Regions from separate parts of the Oryza sativa genome. Here region 2 is linked to region 1. A link is a contact called in public HiCAR-type data. All regions are on one chromosome and are shown on one strand. The core of a region is the stretch at or near the end of the contact, and the rest is flanking DNA. Distances in the headings are between cores, read along the strand shown.

Region 1 (5,182 bases), core at 1,952-4,451:
ATATATATATATATTTTTAAAGTTAGACACATGTGTATTAATAATGAAAAAACTAAATAAGAAAATAATAATGATTGGTTGAGAAGATAAAGTACTTAAAGAATTTGATGGGTGATTGAGAACAAAATGTAAATAGAAAAAATATCATATTTTAGAATAAATTTCAAAAAGTAAATCGTCAATCGATGCGGCCGTGTAAGTTCAGAGCGGACAAGAGCCAACAACCTCAACTCTCAGTTTGTTTTTTTTTTTGAAAACTCATAAATTTATTCATATAGTGAGGATTACAGACAGAGCTCAAAGGAAATGGCATCCCCAGAACATCGCCATAAAAGATAAGACATAAAAAACAACACCATCCATTCAGAAGGTAAAGCTAGCTGAACTAAGAAAAACATCCTCCAAGATAATCCAAACAGCAGTAAAGAACGCGATCGACAGGGGACTGCGGTAATGCCGCGACGACCACGTCCACGAGCCTCTACTGAAGACGCGCACACCGCTTGACAGACCGGTGACCCCTTCGGCTGCCTCCACGGAAACGGCGCTATTCGAGGTTTGTTGTTGAGTCGTAAATTTTTCTTAAGCTTCACCGGACTCAACAAAATATTGTCAAGGAGTTCTCCATCAAATCTGAGGAGCACAGACTGCAATCCTATCGACAAGAGCCGACTAGACGGTCTATACTCAACCCGAATGGAGCCCTCAACTTGAATACTACTGCAAGTAGATTTGAAGAAAGTCTCCATACTCCAACTTGCCTTGAACATGCAAGAATTAGGATGGCGGCGACTGAACCCCTGTCTTGTAACGATTTGGCGGAGGTACGCAACACCGGAGATGGAAGGGAAAATGTTGCCGCAGAGAGCTTCAATAAGCAGGAGCCTGAGCAACCAACCAACAAGCTTGCCACCAAGAGCTTCAACAAGCAGAAGCATGTGGAGATTCAACCAACTAACAAGCTGGAGCAGCTCATTCAGCCCACCAACGAGCATGAGCAGCAGCAGCTCTTGCAGCCACCACCATCCGTCCTTGTCAGGGAGCCTGAGACGGCCGGCCCAGAAACACCACATCCATCTCCATCACTCTGGGCAAGCAATGAACAGAGGCCAGCTGCACCGGATCCACCACCGCAAGCCCTTGTCGCCATGGAAAGGACGCCAAACGCCCCAGATCCATCCATCTTCAGCGACGACACTGGGACAGCCACGGCCACAAACACCACCGCCACCATCGTCTTCTCCGATCGCCATGAAGCAACACCGGCGAAACTCCAAAAGGGACAAACCCGAGCTACAGGAAGACCTGACTACGGAAGAACTCCGACCTAACCTACTTTATACTAGTACGGGAAGGTGGCCTGGCCCCTCCTTCGGCCCTCACCGGCGGCGAACCACCGGAATCGGGGGGAAGAGGGGTCGGGGAGGGGGATTTTACTATAGAAGCCTATTCTCCCACAAGCTCTCCAGAGACTTCTGTTTAACTCTCAGTTTGTTGTTTGGTGATAGTGCGGCCATGAGAAGACCAGTTGGACAACTGCAGAAACAAGAAGATCAAAATTAATTCCACACATCAAGTCCTAAAAGTCAAAATGGGCTATATGATCCAAATTACATCGAAGCATCCATTTGTAGAACTTTGCGAGACCTTAGCTCCACAAATCAACACCGTGGAATCGAAAAAATTGTTGTCGACTATGTGCGTGCGTGACAGTACAGTGCACGGTTGAAAAGCAGGGGAGAGGCATCAGTATACCAGAGGTCAGAGGAAATTGGTAGTAATGCCACGAAGTTAAGGTGCCACAAACTCAAGTGGCTTTGTTGTTTTTTTTTATCTTGTCTACCACAATAAAAAAGAAACGTAAAGGAAAAAAAAAACATTTCATACCCCTTATTAGGGGAGATTAGAAGTGGGAAGATGGTTGAAGTAAAGTTGACGAAAAAATATACTCCATCCGTTTCACAATGTAAGTCATTCTAGCATTTCCCACATTTATATTGATGCTAATTATATGTCTAGATTCATTAGCATCAATATGAATGTGGGAAATGCTAGAATGACTTACATTATGAAACGGAGGAAGTAAATGAGAAGTGGTTAGATAAACATGTATAGCACTCTATAAATCTTCCTATTTACAGATAAATTTCAAATGCATTATTTATCGACAGAGAGAATGTACTCTGCAAGTCGGATGATAGCCTCAAAATATTTAAACTTAACAAACCGCAAAGCTCTGTGTCTTCTGTTCAAAACCTCAATCATCACATCCCCGCGCTCCCACTTCACACATTTTTTATCGCGGGAGAGCAAAACAAAACATCACCATAATAATCTCTCTTGCAATACCGTACAAAAAGAATATTCGCACTACGCGATGTATACACTACCAGTGTACATACATACGGACGGTATGTGTACACATGGTATTCTACATGATGTAGCCGTAAGGGCTGTAATGGTGGTACGGGTAGTAGTAGTAGTACGGCGGGACGGTCTCAGGTTTCTTCTCTTCCTTCTTCTCCTCCTTCTTGGCCGGCTTGGCGTCGCCGACCTCCACCAGCTCGGCCGGCCCGACCTTCCTCCGCAGCAAGCTCGTCAGCTTCACCGAGTCCACCTCGCCCACCACCACCACCTTGCTCCTGTCGTCGCCGGCGAGCTCCACCGACACCACGCCGCCGGTCGCCGCCACCAGCGACATCGCCTTCCGCCTGCACTTGTCGCTCCCCATGTGCACCTTGATCACGATCTTTTGCTGCAAAGATCAAGAACCATGGTTGTTGAGTCCAGAGAACTCAAGAACGGCGATGATATATATGAGAAGGGAGAATCACTTACCGCCATTGCTGAGGAGAATTGTTGATCGATCGAACGATGAGATTGGGATGAACGAAGAGGTCGAGGAAATTCGTGTGTGGATCGTCGAGCAAGAGAGGTGAGCTTGGAAAGCAGTTCAGCTTGAGCTGGTGCAGAGTCCCCTGGCATTAGCTCCTATATATATACACAGCTTAAGTGCTTAACCACCCACATATTGGCAGATGAACAAATCATACTTTGTTTAATTAAGACTTCGTCTCTCAGCTGGTCTGCAGGAAGGAACGACTTGGCTTCTCGATCGTCTCGTCAGTTGTCACTTGGTTTATTAGGACACAAGACACTTTTGTCACTTTGTTTCTCGAGCTGGACTAGTGCTTAGGCTACTAGTCAGCTGGACGAGATTAGGCGTTAGTGCTTGTCCTAATTATAGTTGGTTTCCTACTTGGCGACCAAGCAAGTTGTAAACGCACAAGTCTGATGATAATCTCTCTGCTAAAACTGTTGCACAAAACTCTGAATTGACCGTGATTAAATTTTACTTTGTGTCATTACTGTGTGCTTAGCCGAAGTAATTAGCCATGGTATTCAGGTTAGTAGTCTCGATCGCAGTCTTTTGATTCGATCTTCTTGTATCCCCCTTGTTGAAAATAAGGTGTTGAAAGTACTACAAAATAACTCCTAGCTACCAGAAGATCATCAGAAGATAACATACCAGCTACAGTACTGCAATGCCACAGATAGCAACGGTTGGACACAAGTAGATAAGTATCACCTCCATCGAGCGTCAGTACTTGCCCAGCGACGACAGCGATCTTGGCCCATCAATCAAGCAAGAAGATCGCAACACAAAGACGACGACGACGACGACCGGTGATCTCCGGCGAACTGCTCGGCTCGGTCGGAGAGGTGAATCCGGCTGGGTCTCAGTCCATCGGTCCAAGCTACGAACATCTATCTGACCGCGTGAGAGCCATTTGTGATTTGTCTGAAGTTGCTTTTGGGCTTAAAAGTGAACGCGTCAGAGAAACCACTTGTCTGAACTTTATTATATATGCAGCGATCTTTTGTCTCAACATGATGTTATGTTGCATTTGAATAACCGTATCATCACCTCACCTGAAGGTTCATCTTCGCGGGCGATTTGCAAGATGCAGATTTTAATAAGTCAGTGCGCACATGGGACGATCTTGAACACAAATATTCCAGAAGAGCCTGCATGACGACTCGCAGGTCAATGGATTGGGATGCTGAGATGTGACGTTCGGAGTGCCAAAACGAGTGGGCTCCAAAATTGATAACTAACCAGATTTCTATGGAGATCTCATTGCGCATAAACTTTGTTTTTCTTAGAAACACGGTATAAACATATGTGCTCATAGCACACGCTCGTTCACCCCTATGGACGCACACGTACACCATATCCATATGATCACTTCTTTCTATTAACGCATTTATGCACATCATACATCTATGAGTACTCACCTCTATTAACGTATACACGTACACCCTATCTTTATTAGCACCTCCTATTAGAGATTACATATTCATACACGTACATATTTCAAAGAGACTACCTATACCTAAATTTAAGTGAGTATTACCTAATAGATATACATGAGCGAGTAACCTAATGAATAAGATAAGACAAGAGACATATATGGGTCTTACATATAGAAACGAATCAAAAATTGTTAAAAGTTGTTTTTCTATATAATAAATCATCCCTCCAAATTTCAGTCAAAATTGATAAATTTCTATAATGCAAACATGGGTGGTTTGAGTTTTACACAACTCAGATGGGTATATATAAAGTGGATAAAATAGATATTACCCTTCTCGATCATATCCAAATTTTAAATAGGTAATTTTGTTACCCATAACCTACATAAATAATATGGATATGGATATGTGAATCGGTAATAAATATCAAATGAACAGGCCTACTTGGATCACTATGAGATTTGTACCACACGACCAACTCTATTTTTTTCCCCTCCCTTCATCAGTACCACTAGCCGCCACTTTTACGTGCACACATGTTCCCCATCTCTGATGCCACCACGCAACCTAGCCAGGTGGTCGGAAAGTGTCAACGGTGTCAACAAGGTCTACTGGCTGTGGATTAACAAAATAGATGAGAAGATTAACCTTAAAATTCAGCTTTTACACATAGTAGGTAGCTATATTTAGGACAAACTTTAAATAGTTAACTATATTTTGGGATCTGGGACGGAGAGAGTAAGTGCCAGTAAAATTGGTACTACAAGAATAAATAGTGCCGGGTAAGAACAATAAAATCACTTCTATCATTTTAGTACTGAAGCAAGTACTTTAATTTGTCGGAAATTTCAGTAGAACAGTATGA
Region 2 (5,182 bases), core at 1,052-3,551, 270 kb after region 1:
ACAAATGAAATAACACTGCCGGAACTATACTGAAATGGCATCACATATTTCTAGAACAAAATTCCATTATCTATACCATCATAAAAGAAGGCAATGGTGGTGGCCATCAATGACGAGCGGGCCTTCATATGTACTCAAGGTCAAAGTAGAAGGGAGCATAAAAGCATCTTTTTTTTCAACTAAAGAGAGAAGTGGGTACTTACATATTTAATTTTAGAATAAAATTAAGGGGCATATTTTTTTTTGCCAATTTTTGTTGTTCAATCTCTTTTCATGATTATTAATAAGACAAGTGAAAAAAAAATTATATACAGTTAAAAATCAAAGTTCAAAGCTATTGTATTTCGTGATGCAGACATTAATTTTTCCCACATGAATATGTAATACCATACAATTTTTCTTTTGAATTCCGTAACAAAGTACGGGCATTCTGCTAGTACGATTGAAGATCATAAGCCATAAAGAATTTAGTTATGAACCACTATTCAAAATCAAAAGGGTTTACATGAATGGTGTTTATACATGTTATGATTTAGTGTGACTTTATGTAGGTAACTGCATAGTTATGTATTCTTTGCTACCTGGAAATGTGTTTTGCGAGTTATATTTACACAACATGATAGCACAGGTTTAAGCCATACCGTCGATGCAAGGTCCTCCATGAGCAATTTTGCTAGCCCAAAATCAGCTGTTTTCAAGAAACAATGAATATTCAGGTCACTACACTATCATCCAAGAAAAAGGAAAGATGCAGTAATTTATATTTATGGTGAAATATATATTTCTTACCAAGACGGATGTTATTATCCTTTGTTAACAAAATGTTGGAACACTGTAACAGCACAGGAGCCAAGGGCATGTTAGGTGATGCTGATACCTGATGAATCGACTTGTGTGGATAGGGACAATGTTCATTTACCTTGAGGTCACGGTGGAGCACACGGTTGCAGTGCAGATAGTCAAGGGCCAAGAGCAATTGTGTGAACCATCGGCACACCCTCTTTGATCATACAAGTACCAAATCAGCGGTAAGTTTCCAATCCATGAACAGTTTGTACTGCTCATTGATATAGGTGGTAAAATCACCATTTCATCTACTTACGGTGTTCTTACCTCTTCAGAGAAAAGGACACCCCTTGCCTTCTTGATCCTCTCTGCCCTGTGATTCCGATGTCAGTGACTTTGGAGGTTGGAGCACCAATGGAAGGTAAAAATTTTAGGAGGCAGTGAAGAGTGAAAAATGTGAGAGGTTCTTACATGTCACCTCCTTCACAGTAACTTGTCACAATGCATGCCGAGGTCCCCTGCAACCATCATCGAAGAAGAGAAAAAAGGACAAAACTTTAGAACCCTTGATTCGAAGGAATGCAAATTACTCCCAGAACTGAATTAATGCGTGGAATTTGTACTTCATCAACCCAACCGTCCTTGTACTCGACGATGTACGGGTTGCTGAGGCTCGCCATCAGGGACATCTGTGCAGCAAACAGCAAGCAAAGCATCAAAATCAAATCATCAAACCAAACCATCTGTCCCGTCCTCCCAAACATTCAATCAGGTATGAACTCGAAAAGAAAAAAAAAAGCTATTTTCTTTAATCCATCGCGCAGTAATTTCTGGTAATCTCAAAAGGGTTTTGCAGACGCAACAGCAAACAACTCATGGGTGCAACATGTTTGCTCAAGTGTGGGGAATGAACAAGAACTAACGAGGGTTTCGATCTGGTTTACCTCCTGGTACGCCGTGCGCTGGAACTTGTCGTTCTGCTTGGACAGCCGGATCTTCTTCATCACGTACCTGCACCATCATCGAGCCAAGAAAGAACAGAAGCATCAGGGAAGCCTGAAGAAGACGAAGGAAGAAGAGGAAAGGGGAGCAGAGGAAGGAGGAGAACCTCTTGCGCTCGCCCTTGTGGACGACGAGGTATGCGGAGCCGTAGGCGCCCCGGCCGATCTGCTCCACCACCTCGTACTGCTCCATGGCTCTGGCTCTGGCTCTGGCTCTGCTCCCAGGTGCGTCCTCCTTCCTCCTCCTCCTCCCTACTCTGTTCTTGCTGGCTACTGTTGCTTGGGCTGGGGGACTAGAAATGATGCTTCTGCTCTCTGCTCTGCGCCTCGCTCGCGGACCTCGTGATAATACGCGCGCGCGCACGCGTGCGGGAGGGTCGCAATAATGGCGGGCGCGAGGTTGAGGGCGTGTGTCTGGTAGGCAGCCTCTGCCCTGTCCAGTGGACGGAGACGACGGAGACGGAGACCGAGACGAACGCAGCACCGCGCAACCACTGCTGCTGCTACTTGCCTCTGGGCTTTTGCGTGTGCGTCGCTGTTGCGCGTTTTAGCTTTTTGTTAACGGGAGGGGAGGGGTGGTGGTTAAGGATTAAGGCGTGTTTTGTATGGGACTAACCAACTAGTATAATCAAAATCAATCTCTTTCTCTCTTTCTTTAGGAAGGAGGAGAGTGATCGTACTGCCTACGTGTAATTAGTAGTGGAGGGAACGTTTGCTCGCGTCTGCGGGCGGGCGGTGGGTCCCACGTGGCGGTGGATGGTGGGCTGGTGGCGCGACCCTTTCGTCTCGGTTTCTCACGTAGTGGCACACTCTCCCTTCCCTTTCTTGTTCTACCTCTGCTCTTTTTTCTCGTCCCCTCTGCCCCTTTTTTGCTCCGCTTTGGCTGCATTGCATGTATCTATCAGTCTATCTAACTCAGGTTCTTAAATAACTTGCTCTCTTGTGGGGTTGGCTGCTGCTGCTGCTGCTGCGGCGTGCCTTTCTCGCTGAAAAGGAAGGCTGCTGCACGCATCATACGCATATGGTGCCCACATGACATGAGTTGCACTGCACTGCACTGCACCTCACTCACTGCCTGCTGTAGTTTTCTCATTCTTTTGAGGTTTTGGCACCCACAGCTATCCCCCTAGTGTGTCATTGTACATATGTTAATTGCAAAACATGGGTCTCTCTCTCTCTCTCTTGGCCAGAAAAAGACGACCCTTCTTGCTTCACACTGTCACACTAGTGTCATGCATATGCATACACTGTAGTAGGTCACTAGTGTAGCAAGTGATCGATGCAGTGACAACGGCGGCGAGTAGCCCAAGCATAGAATGGCCTATGCAGTTTATACTATTGCGAGTGCACAGTGCGGTAACTGATCCCACGGGAGTAGGAGTAGTAGTAAATTGTGAGTAGTTTTACTCCTGCACCGCTTGTTATTATTAGCGGTCGCAGTAATAGTAGTGGCGGAGCTGCTGTTGCATGCTGTTACTACTGCTATCGCATGTGCTTTTTTCCTCGGGATGCGCTCAGTGGATCTGTGGTAGAAGTCAATGTCGAGATTTTGGGCCACTGTTGCTGCGCATGGCGAGTTGCAGATGCTGCGGTTTTGGCCTCTGCCAAGTGTGAACACCACCATGCACTAAAAAAGGAGAAGAAAAAATTTGCAAAAATATTAAAGAAAGGTGGATTTTGTATACTAGCATACTGAAAGTATGATTGGCTAGCTGGTGATGCCAAGCTCATGTCCATTTCCGTGCTAGCTCCAGCTGCTACGCTAATCCACTAGTAGTAGAATAATTTGGTCACCAGAATTCGATGCATATTATTTTCTTCCAACCGAATAATTCGATTCCATCATAGTTTATGCTAAAATCAGATAATGCAGTTCTCCCCTGTTTCTTTTTTTGCTTTGAGGATTTCGGATGCTGACATGAAACACGACCTGAAACCCTCAATTATCAGGCAGGTTTTTTTTTTGCAGATTGCCTGATGATTGGTTTGTTGCATGGTTGCCTCTGCTTGTCTGGGCTGTAGCTTTTTGACTGGAAACTCAACTGTGCGTGTAGGCCTGGAGGACTCAACTGTCCATGCCGCTACCTCTACCTAGAAACAAACAGGGTTTGATTTCTCGTCTGGTAGCTGGTGGCCATGGCTCGAGGTTATCCACCGATGATTATGCATGCCCTACTCCCACTGGTACGTGTTTGTTGGTGAGCCAATCAAATCACTCATGACTAATCAAACAATTCGACAAACCACCTTGTTGTTATGCCCTTAATTATCCTTCCTTCCTCGTTACACCACCACATCTGCCCAAATAATTCTGCCAAACAGTACTACTAGCTAGCTAGGTATGGCTTTTGATAGGATTTGGGTTAAAAAGAATATCAAGGAAATATTTTTTTCCTGGAAAATTTGATTGGAGAAGTACACTACAAGAGTGAGTGCCGATATGATGCCGGATGTGACGCTCTATCTTTGCGTTAAATCTGTTGCCCTATCGAGCAGGGAATTGGGCGTACGTATGCTTAATTCGCTTAATTGTGGCTGTAGTACGTGGTGGGAGGTCAGTGCTTGGGCGATGGCAACGTGCTTGACATTTTGGCATTTCGGAGAGTACCATCACACGTATAGTTCTTGCCTTCTACGCTTGCAAGAAAAGTTGCAGTATTAGGAGTAGTACTGAACTGTACTGTGGTACAGTCACTACGTTTCAGACTTGGAAGTTTCTGTTGGTGTCGCTGTCAAAACCGACTGCGATTTTGGCTTCTCGTCGCGTCGAGGTCGTCAGCTACGAGTCTTGAGTTTCACATGGAGATCAGATCAGATCAACGACGACTGAAATTTTCCGTGTTTCTGTGAACCATAAATAATTGAGATTTGATGCTCTAGTACACATCTGGGCTTTATGCTCAGTTACAGTGCTTATTACTGTAACACAATGTAGTGCTCCGTAATGGGTGCTGATGACAGTGATAATTAAAAAACTAGTCGTACGGCATCATACATATAGACATATAGTACTATAGAAGTACTAATATTTGCACGGAGACTTTGGATTTTTTTTTAGAAGATCTGAGCCATTTATTTTTCGTGATTTGGTGTCAATGTGCGCAGGAGATGGGCCCTGCAAGAGGTGGGGTGTGAGGTAGCGCTCTGCGAAAGAGGAGAAAATAAAAAAAAACGATATGGTTTTGGTTTGGCCATTGCTTTCGCCAATGTAGAAAGAGACCAGCGAACTGCCTGTAGACTTCGCAGTAGAGTAGCCGTGTAGGAAAGATATGTGTATTTGGGGGGCGTTCCGTATATATCATCAAGACCGTGCTTAGGCTGTACTAGCACATTTAATTCATGCACGTATCAATCCAGGAAAATAAATTGTTGCAAGTATGCGTAGCTATTGCCTT

What was found. HiCAR-type assays count read pairs that join an accessible place to other places.
Region 2: a HiCAR-type map of leaf shows a contact between it and region 1, with 2.8 times the contacts expected there. The contact joins the promoter of LOC4329828 here to the promoter of LOC4329805 in region 1. A contact is called at or near these places in 1 of 15 Hi-C or Micro-C datasets (seedling) and 1 of 4 datasets of contacts at active chromatin or transcription factors (leaf).

What each region holds. Positions count from the first base shown.
Region 1 is chr2:23,038,561-23,043,742 of ASM3414082v1, forward strand. LOC4329805 (heavy metal-associated isoprenylated plant protein 12) reads right to left here and starts at 3,202. Exons shown (of 2, transcript XM_015768755.3): 1 at 2,839-3,202; 2 at 2,180-2,755. The coding sequence starts at 2,985. The coding sequence ends at 2,432. It overlaps LOC4329804 (a long non-coding RNA gene), which reads right to left and starts at 1,911. Exons shown (of 2, transcript XR_001542979.3): 1 at 1,615-1,911; 2 at 238-1,536.
Region 2 is chr2:23,306,370-23,311,551 of ASM3414082v1, forward strand. It overlaps LOC4329828 (serine/threonine-protein kinase Nek6-like), which reads right to left and starts at 2,302. Exons shown (of 13, transcript NM_001416696.1): 1 at 1,895-2,302; 2 at 1,731-1,797; 3 at 1,410-1,475; 4 at 1,258-1,304; 5 at 1,114-1,159; 6 at 920-1,000; 7 at 790-832; 8 at 642-688. The coding sequence starts at 1,980.